3 separate regions of the Mus musculus genome follow, and regions 1 and 2 are each linked to region 3. Evidence: chromatin contacts called from public Hi-C and Micro-C data. All regions are on one chromosome and are shown on one strand. Each heading gives the region's core, a stretch centred on a gene start, on an enhancer-like site or on the middle of the called end of the contact. The rest is flanking DNA. Distances are from core to core; before and after follow the strand shown.

Evidence for each region. Hi-C and Micro-C count contacts between places; a contact is called where the count stands out from the background.
Region 1: a contact with region 3 is called in a Micro-C map of trophoblast stem cells, with 2.2 times the contacts expected there. The contact joins two enhancer-like sites. A contact is called at or near these places in 3 of 484 Hi-C or Micro-C datasets (cerebral cortex, nephron progenitors and trophoblast stem cells) and 2 of 115 datasets of contacts at active chromatin or transcription factors (stem cell-derived neural progenitor cells and trophoblast stem cells).
Region 2: a Hi-C map of uterus shows a contact between it and region 3, with 1.9 times the contacts expected there. The contact joins two enhancer-like sites. A contact is called at or near these places in 6 of 484 Hi-C or Micro-C datasets (cerebral cortex, embryonic fibroblasts and uterus), 1 of 115 datasets of contacts at active chromatin or transcription factors (extraembryonic endoderm stem cells) and 1 of 9 other capture datasets (embryonic stem cells).

The regions. Positions count from the first base shown.
Region 1 is chr5:150,849,698-150,852,807 of GRCm38.p6, forward strand. The region is part of intron 1 of Gm36447 (a long non-coding RNA gene); the gene reads left to right. Among named protein-coding and RNA genes, the nearest start is that of Gm36447, 36 kb to the left of the region's middle. Within about 2 kb of position 1,299, at least 17 of the 459 cell types and tissues checked have an H3K27ac peak or open chromatin away from gene starts, as enhancers often do. A contact at or near this core is called in trophoblast stem cells, where this site is marked.
Region 2 is chr5:150,816,869-150,819,594 of GRCm38.p6, forward strand. It overlaps Gm36447 (a long non-coding RNA gene), which reads left to right. Exons shown (of 4, transcript XR_377280.3): 1 at 1-2,726. Among named protein-coding and RNA genes, the nearest start is that of Gm36447, 3.3 kb to the left of the region's middle. Within about 2 kb of position 1,358, at least 6 of the 459 cell types and tissues checked have an H3K27ac peak or open chromatin away from gene starts, as enhancers often do. A contact at or near this core is called in uterus, where this site is marked.
Region 3 is chr5:151,052,951-151,056,001 of GRCm38.p6, forward strand. All of the region lies in intron 7 of Stard13 (StAR-related lipid transfer (START) domain containing 13), which reads right to left. Among named protein-coding and RNA genes, the nearest start is that of Kl, 100 kb to the left of the region's middle. Within about 2 kb of position 1,626, at least 80 of the 459 cell types and tissues checked have an H3K27ac peak or open chromatin away from gene starts, as enhancers often do. A contact at or near this core is called in trophoblast stem cells and uterus, where this site is marked.

The DNA.
Region 1 (3,110 bases), core at 49-2,548, 200 kb before region 3:
GAAGGGCACTACGGTTTCTCATCTTGTCTGTCTGTAGTGCTGCAACATTGTTGGCTGCTCAGATCATTGGACCTTTACAAGGGTATCTCAGATGCAGGACAGCTTGAAGGCCCCAGAGAAGGATTCGAGGAAGGATTGATAGCACCACGGCACTGTGAGACAGAAACACCCACCATCTACTCTGCTTTTTTCACAGTGGCCCGTCGTCTCCACGGCAGAGGAGAATCTTGAGACCCAAACCTTGATCCACCACTGCCCATCTGTGGGACTTGGGGAAGGCCACTTGATTTGGTGGAGAGATTGTTTGAACAAATTTGGGAGGCCTGAAGCCTGGCACTCCCCATTTTAACAAAAGCAACAGTTTTTCCCTCCTCTCTGGCTCACTGTGAGGTACTGGAGGTGGGTCAGGTAGCTGACAGCTCAGCCTTTGACATGGATTCAAGAATTAAGGCTCTTAACTGGGTGTGGTAACACACACACACACACACACACACACACACACACACATTTAATCCCAGCACTTGAAAGGCAGAGACAGGCAGATCTCTGATTTTGAAGCTAGCATGGTCTAAAGAGGGAGTTCCAGGCCAGCCAGGACTGCACAGAGAAACCCTGTCTTGAAAAAATGATCAACAAAAACAAAACCAACCAAACAAACAAAAGAATGAAAGTGCTTCCCAAATTATACCACAACAATTGGTAGGAAGAAAGAATCAATGAGAAGAATACCAAGTAATCAAAAAATAATGTAACTGTCTGTTTAACTTGATCTAGCAGAACAGGCTAGATTGGTTGCATCTCAGCATTACCCTGTTGTGGCCACAGACCATTGCTCCAGAGCTAAGTCACAATCATAGAATTCCCTTGGTTTCTTCCTCATACCATCTTCAGATTTGTTCATCTGAAGTTTCACACTCCTTCCTGTGTCGTCACAAGTTGAAAGATGTCCCTTCTCCAAAGTCAGCATACCACCAATGAGTCCAGATATCTCTGCCCTTGCTCTAGCTTCTGGGAGCATGGATCTCCCTCCTAGATCTTTAGTTCAAGATTGTGTTATTTTTTGACCAGTCTCAGTGCTGGCGATGATGGCAGGGCAAAGGCAGAGCTTATGGCCGTTGTTGCTCAGTGGGTTAATTCTACACAGTTGTTTTGGAGACCATTCTCATTCCCCCAGTGTACAGGGAAACTCTGCTAATTAAAGTCGAAGTCCACCACAGCCAGATAACCTTCAGGGGCTCTGCACAATATGGAGAACTCCCGTCATTTGACAGGGCTTCTCCTTTGACCTTGTCTGAAGAATTTAACTCCCCACCCCCACCTCCACACACACACCCCAGCAGAAGGTCTTGTAGCCTTGGTTAGATTACAGATTCAACTTCCTTTCTCCTGATAAGAACCTGTTCAGCTAGCACCTGAGATTCCTGAAATGCTTCCCCAGGCTAATGAGGCATTTCAGTACCCTAAGCCTTCAGCTAATGACCTTTGCCCATCCTGGATGTTCCTAACACCAGTTCCCCAAACTATCTAAGCCTCAAATCACCCCAAGTAAAGTGGATCTGTCTCCCCGCAGCTGGGCTCAATGTTGTCATTACTGCAAGCACTCACAGGGCTTCCATACCCCACACCACCCCCTCTTTGATGTCTCTGCTCCCTTTGCCCTTCCATCCTCTCATCCTCGCAGACCTGTATTGGCTGACAATCCCCGAGGACAGGGAGAGTCACACCAATGGACTCTGGAAAGAAAGTTATTTATCTCATTATGAGTTTTAAAACCTGCATTGGAATGTGGGTGTTGTAATTACTGGCCTACTGCTCTGAAGAGACACCATGACCAAGGCAACTTAGAAGAGAAAGCTGGGGACTTGCTCACAGTTTCCAGGTGGGGAGGACTTCCCCAAATAGTTCACGAACCAAGAATTTGGATGTGAGCCCACAGGGTGGGGTGGGGCATTCTCAAGCACTCGAAGTAGAGACCATTACACCTACCTATAATCTAGCAATCTGGAGGGGAAGGACCCTAAGGGCTTTGACCAGTCTTACACTGCCTCCCCCCTACAGATTCCCCCTCCCACCTGGGGTCAAGGCTAGGCCATAGGCCAAGTTCCATTTTCCATCCACAGGAATATTCCTCTTCTCCTTCTCCTTCTCCTTCTCCTTCTCCTTCTCCTTCTCCTTCTCCTTCTCCTTCTCCTTCTCCTTCTCCTCCTCCTCCCCCTCCTCCTCCCCCTTCTCCTCCTCCTCCTCCTCCCCCTCCTCCTCCCCCTTCTCCTCCTTCTCCTTCTTTTTTAAGATTTATTTATTTATTATATGTAAGTACACTGTAGCTTTCTTCAGACACTTTTTCTTCTTGCTCTAGCCCCGCTGGCTCTGGCCCTAAGATTTATTTATTTATTATATGTAAATACACTGTAGGGCATTAGATCTCATTACGGATGGTTGTGAGCCATCGTGTGGTTGCTGGAATTTGAACTCAGGACCTTCAGAAGAGCAGTCAGTGCTCTTAACCACTGAGCCATCTCTCCAGCCCCCAGCAACATTCTTGAGTAAACAATTCTCAGACAAACTGCAGAATGTACTGACTGATAGTCACCTGACCCTCTGGAAAGTCTCAGATAGAGTTCAAATGTGTGTCAATGATCTGCCCATGCTTGCTAGCCAATAGATTTAAAGGTCAATATGCTTAGTCAATAAGTTTGACCTGTAATCTTGCTGATGTAACCTGTGCCCCTAAAAAGTATAAGAACTGCTTGTAATAGCCATTGGGGTCCTCTTCCAGTTACTCACCTTGAGGGATTAATTGAAGGTTGACTCCGACATGCCAGAGATAAACCTCTTGCTTTTGCACTGATCTGCTTCTCAGTGTCTCACTCGGGGAAGGGGGGTGTGCCTCGAAGTAAGTACCACAGACTGAGGGTTGGGGGTCTTACAGAGATTGAAGCAGGATTGTAAGTTTCAGCAGAGTCTGGGATACACAGCAAGACCTGTCTCAAAAGCCAAACAGCAGTAGCAGCAACAACAAAAATGAATGAATGAATGAATGCAACTTTCCCAGGCCCTTGCCCATCCAGGCTCAGCTAGCAGAAGGGAGTCCAGGGCAAACTTACGCAGCC
Region 2 (2,726 bases), core at 108-2,607, 240 kb before region 3:
AGCTGAGAGAGCTTACATCTAGTCCACGAGGAGAGACCTGAGAGGGATGTAGGCTCATGAACCTCAAGGCCTGTTGCCAGTGACGTCATACCACCAACAAGGCCACCCCTCCCTCCTAGTCCTTCTCAGGCAGTTGTACCAACTGGGACCAAACATTGAAACCTATGAGCCTATGGGGGCCTGCTAATCCAGACCACCATGCCTTGTGGTTCTCCATTTCCTCTTTTATTTAAAGGACAGTATGGTTTGAGTTTATATAGATGCTGTGTTAGCGTATCGTCTTCCTGAGAGTCTTTACATACTAAGTTTTCTTCTGGCATAGAACTTTTTTTTCCCTTCTGTTACATGCTATAGAAATGTTACTTTTTAATTTGCTTGAGATGTTGGAGATCAAACACAGTCTGCATGCTAAATTAAGTGAGTGGTCTACCACTGAACCACATTCCCAATCAACCACCCCTATTTTTTACTCTATCTTGAGAAAAACAAACAAACAAACAAGTACTACATTGTCTAGATTGGCCCTGAATTAACTGTTTTCTCAGCAGTCTTGAGTTTGAGATCTCCCTGCTTTAGTCACCCTCTGGTCTCTCAGTGTGACTCGGCAACACCCAGCCCAGCTTAGAGTCCTGTCGCTGTGAACTCCTCTAATGTGCCTGCCTCTTTCATTTGGCTTCTGTGTTTCATGTTTATTATAAGATATTGAAAATATTTTCCTATTTTCTTCTAATACTTCAGTTCTTTACGTTACTTAATCCCCGGACTATCTGCACATTGCATGCCACTGACACAGATCTGGGAACGGAGTCTCCCTACGCCTCAATCTCTTTCTGAACTTAATCTCTTTGTGCCTATGTCACCGTTACCAGCCCTACATCTATGTGGTGTTTTTCTATACTTATTACAAGAAGTGTTTTAGTCTTGATTTTTAAAATACCCGGGTGATTCTTAGCTAGTCTTGGCCTTTTCTCAGACAACTCAGCTTGCTAACTTCCATTTTGAAGATCCTGGTAGTATCTTTAGGAAAGGCCCCCCAAATATAAACTACTTTGCAAAAGATGAAAAAAAATTGTTTTGGTTTTTTGTTCTGCTTTTGCTGTCTTGTTTTGTTTTGGAGACAGGAGTTCTCTGGGTAAACTTAGCCGGCCTTGAACTCATTTTATGGTCCAAGCTGGCCTTAAATTCAGAGATCTGCCATCCTCTGCTGCCTCCCCGAGTGCTGGGATTAAAGGCATGCTCTGCCTTCACCTTGTTAAGACTGAAAATGGTTATGCTAGCCTCTGAGTGGGGCAGTCGTTTCTCCAACTGCCCTTCATTACACAAGCTTCTCTGAGGAGGTCTGAGAGTTGTGCTAATCTGTGCTGTGCCTGATCATTTGGCTAAGATCCCTTGGTTGAGCTCACTAGCCCCAGGGATGAACCTACTACTATTCTAAAAATGTTCTGTCCTTATTTTAGTATTGGTGTATTCCAGGATTGAGTAGTCTTGAATGAACAGGGAGATCTGTCTGTGGTTTTCTGTGAAATTGTATCATGTAGGGTTCCTTCTTTAAGATTGCACATCATGATTTTTTTTTTCCATCAAGGAATATTTTACAAAACCAAGAATAGTATAATAAACACTTGTAGTCTTATGCCCCGATTTAAAAGCTGTGAGCCTTTTGCTCTCTGTTTTAGTTTGCACAAACTCTGCCTCTCTGTGTCTCCCTGCCCATAGCCATTCTGCATCCTCTTGTTGTTTGAACTCAGATATTGCGTGTCGTCCGCAAGCCTATTCCTAGCTCCATTTTACATGTTTCAGAATATTTAGCACAATTTATTTTAAATTGTCAGAGATAGTACCTGTTTTTAAATTTGTATTTTTAACTTTTGAAATTTTGCTGTCAAAGCCTGTGTCATAAACTCAGAGATGACATTGTGGTCATTGTGCTGGTGATCCTGTCCACGTATAGGTAAGAGGTGATAGTTCTTAAAGCATTTGTCCTGAAGGAAAAGATAGAAATGCACGTGCCGCTACTTTTCTCCTTGCTGTGACAGAATACTTGACAAAAGGCGACTGAAGGGGTGGGAGGGGTTTGTGGTTCTGCATCTCACCTCGATGCTGTGGTTTGTGAACTCTGCTTGGGCAGATGAAAGGGGAGGTAGCTGAAGATGGGGACCCCAGCCCGGGTAAGGCAGGCTGAGGCTGAAGAGGTGGGGGCTGATTCCCAAACTCCTGGGGTTGTCTAGTCATCACTGGGAACCTCGTAGAGTCAGGAATGAAGCAGGGCCATGTGGGCCTGCAATGGGAGTGGAGCAGGGGGAAGACTCCTGCTTAGCCTAGGATGGCTTAGCTCAGGGGTGAGTGTCCAGGAGCATGGAGGGGCCTTCTGTGGGAGACTTTAGCAGCTCTATATAATGAAGGCTTCCCCCCATGGTGGTTCTTGCTTGTTCAAACATTTTGTTCATTGTTCATCATGGGAAATGGGTGCATACAACTTACTCGGGGTGGACCAGAGATTACATACCTTTTGCAGGAAGGAATGTCTTGGATGGAAAGCTTAAAGTTAAACCCTCCAGTCAGCCCATCTAGATACCTCATTGGTTTGGAGGACTCAGTGGTCATTATGATCCTCAAGTGGGATGTCCTGGTCACATGCTCCAGGACAGGACCCAGGTTGAGTGCAGATGGAACACCTACTGGTCTTAGATATGAGAATACCGGGGGTTTCTGAACCCGTTCCACTT
Region 3 (3,051 bases), core at 376-2,875:
TTGATATAGGTTTCCCTCTACCCCACTATGGGAGATTTAATCAAAATAATGTGTTTAGAGACTGGAAGTATCCCTTTGGGGAATGGCTCCTAAAACAAAATCGTATAAGCCTGTATTCTGAGCGTCTCATTTGATTTCCTTTCTTTGGAATATGTGGCACCTGCAATGTGTGTTTCTCACATTCTGCCGGAACTTTACATGATCAGTTGGGGAGGAACATGACTCCCTCCTGGGTGGCCTTTTATAGATAGTACCGTATGTGGGAAAATTTAAAAGAAATGTCCTGTGAGGGAAGAGAAGCTTCTATTTTTTAAAAAGTATGAAGAAGAAGACGCTTGGTAGAAATTCCAGTTCCTCCAGGGTCAGCACTTGAGGAAACACAAGTATGTGCTCGAGGTTGGATTTGTGCTCTGCTCATCAGCTGTACTGGTTTAAACCAGCCGGTGGCGTAAGAATGTGAGGCTGATCTCTTACTGACAGTGAGGCATGGGAACACTGTGCCCATTTCAGTGTAGCTGTAAATGCTCCAGCAGAAGTAACTTTCTTTCCTTGTCACCTTGCCTACTATGGAGTATGTGGCTATCTTATTGAGATCCCAGACCCTTTTCCTACACCCCATCCCAACCTCTCACTTTTAGCAGTTTGACTGCTTCCTAACAGAGCAATAAGGACCCAAAGAGGGATGAGTGAGTTGAACAATGAACGCGTAGGTTAGGTTCAGCACCTCTAGCGCCCTCTCACCCAGGACTTGCCCTATCCAAACCACAGCTGAGGTTTCCTGGGATCCTGGGCCTCAATATCAAGGCACCATGTTCTCGACACCCAGACTTTGAGTTTCTGCTCTCCACTCTCCTCGCTCCCCAGTGGCATACAGATTAGCTCACTTCTTTAAGAGCAAGGTGGAATGTTTCTGAGTAGCCAGACCAGTAATCAGTGGCCAGTGGTCATTTCTCTTTCTCATAGATACCCAGAGAAATACATGTGTATGGTTGCCATGCCCTGGTGTCTCTTGCTTGTTGCTATAGATGAAAGCAACCTTAACTTGGGAAAAAAAAAAGAGAAAAGAAAAAAAAAAAAAACTACAGGAACATGGGGAGAATTCCAAGCCATTAGAGGACAGTTGGAGTCTGTACATGTCAGCTGCATAGATCACAGGGGAAATTAAACACGGGTACATTCTGTGGTCATAAGAACAGAATTCTCAAGAAAAGCTCTTTGCATTCCTGGGCTTATCACTGAATTCCACAGATCAAGATATCCAGGCAGATTGCTACTTAATGTGTTAGTTACTTCATTCCAAGTCTGCAGTGTCTAGAAAATGCCACGTTTAGCTATATTTGGGTGATTCTCCACAACCAGTCTTAAGAACATTTATTTTCCCCGATCTGGCAAGTATTTCAAATTGCATCACAGTGCACAGGAAGAAAGTAGGCATTGTTAAAAGGACAGGAAAAGAGAAAGGAAGAAAGAAGTCAAGCTGCGAGGCAGGTGCTTATTGAAAGGGGATACAGCTTCAGTTTGTTTACATCCGTACTTCTGGAAGGAGGCTCCAGACTGTGTATACCTCAGAGCTGTGCTGCACTGGGTCACAGTGCCCCGAGGGTGTATTCTTAAGTGTGATTCACAACTATTTATGTCATTTGAAAGGAATTCTTCCCCCTTTCCCAACCCCCCCCCCCCCCCCAAGCAGAGGAGCATGGAAGAGAGTCTACAAAAGGGATGTTTTAGTTGTACTGCCCAGCCCACTCCGTTGGCCCACTGTGTCCTGTGGCTCTTTGTGAGTCTGTACATGTGTACATCCTGGATGGGCGCCTTCTTTGAATTGTTCAGATCTCAAGTTTCTTCTTTTGGAAAACACTGTGATCTTTATTATTTCAAATCTATCTGGGGCTTTCTAGCTGCAGGCTCTGAGCCTTCTGACTGAGCCGCCTGCAGGGGGTCAGGCCGGGTCATTGGGAAACTATTCATTCTGCTTCATTCTGACAGAAACCTCCTGTTCTACCCTCACCTTCCAGGAGAGGTGGGAAACAGCTCTGGGTTCTGTGGACTGTATTGGAAGCCTAGAAGGAAAGGGCTTTCCTAAGCTTGGTAAATACAAAATGATTTAAAAAAACCAGACCAGATTCTAGGTACAGAACCTAAGAATGGCCCAAGAAACGCAGTCTTCCAAGGGACAGCAGCGAGGTGATGAACAAACAAACTTAGGAGTTTCTGTTGTCTGACTCTTAGCTGCTTCTCCATGAATGAAGTGGGGAACCCCTGACCGGTTTAGGATTGGGTTTCTGAAGTGGCAGTCAGCAGTGACTGGGCACAGTAAGACAATAGTTCTAAAGATGTAGTAGTGTGGAGTCTAAGAGAGGCCATCTCTGAACTGTGAAAGACACTAATTGCCAATAGCCATTTCTTTGTAGCAAAGCTTCCAGTACATTTGCATGTTGGACCTAAGATACTTTGTTCTAAGAACAGAAAGTGTTTTGTTTGTTCTGATACTCATTGTGGTTGAGAGGTAACCTGGGTCTTTCAGTCTGTTTAATGCTCTGTTGTCAGAGTTGAGAGTCTCACACGTATATGAATGAGGACTGGCTGGAGCTTGCAGAGTGCCTGGGTTCAGCTCCCAGCACCCACATGGGAGCTCATGGCCTTCAGTAATTCCAGTTCTAGAGGGACTCTGATGCCCTCTTCTGGCCTGTGTGGACACCGGACATGCACTGTGGCGCACAGACACACTTGCAGGCAAAACACTCATGCACTTAAGATAAAAATGACTAAACCCTTTTGAAAAATGAAAGTAGAAATGAACAAGAAATCGTACTCTTTGATTTTATACTGGGTCCCAGAATTTACACCGCAGGCCTGCTCTTTACAATCTCCACTGCTCTCCTCAGGAGGCACAAGGTGCTTAGCCATGAAGAACCCTCTGCAGGAGCGCCCCCTGCAGGAGCACCTCTCTTGCCTGCGAGCTCCCCGCCGAATGACCAAAGGTTGAGTTTCAAGTGCTCCTTTGGGTTACTTCCACCCCTTTTTCCCTTTTGTTTTCGATCCCCAGCTACC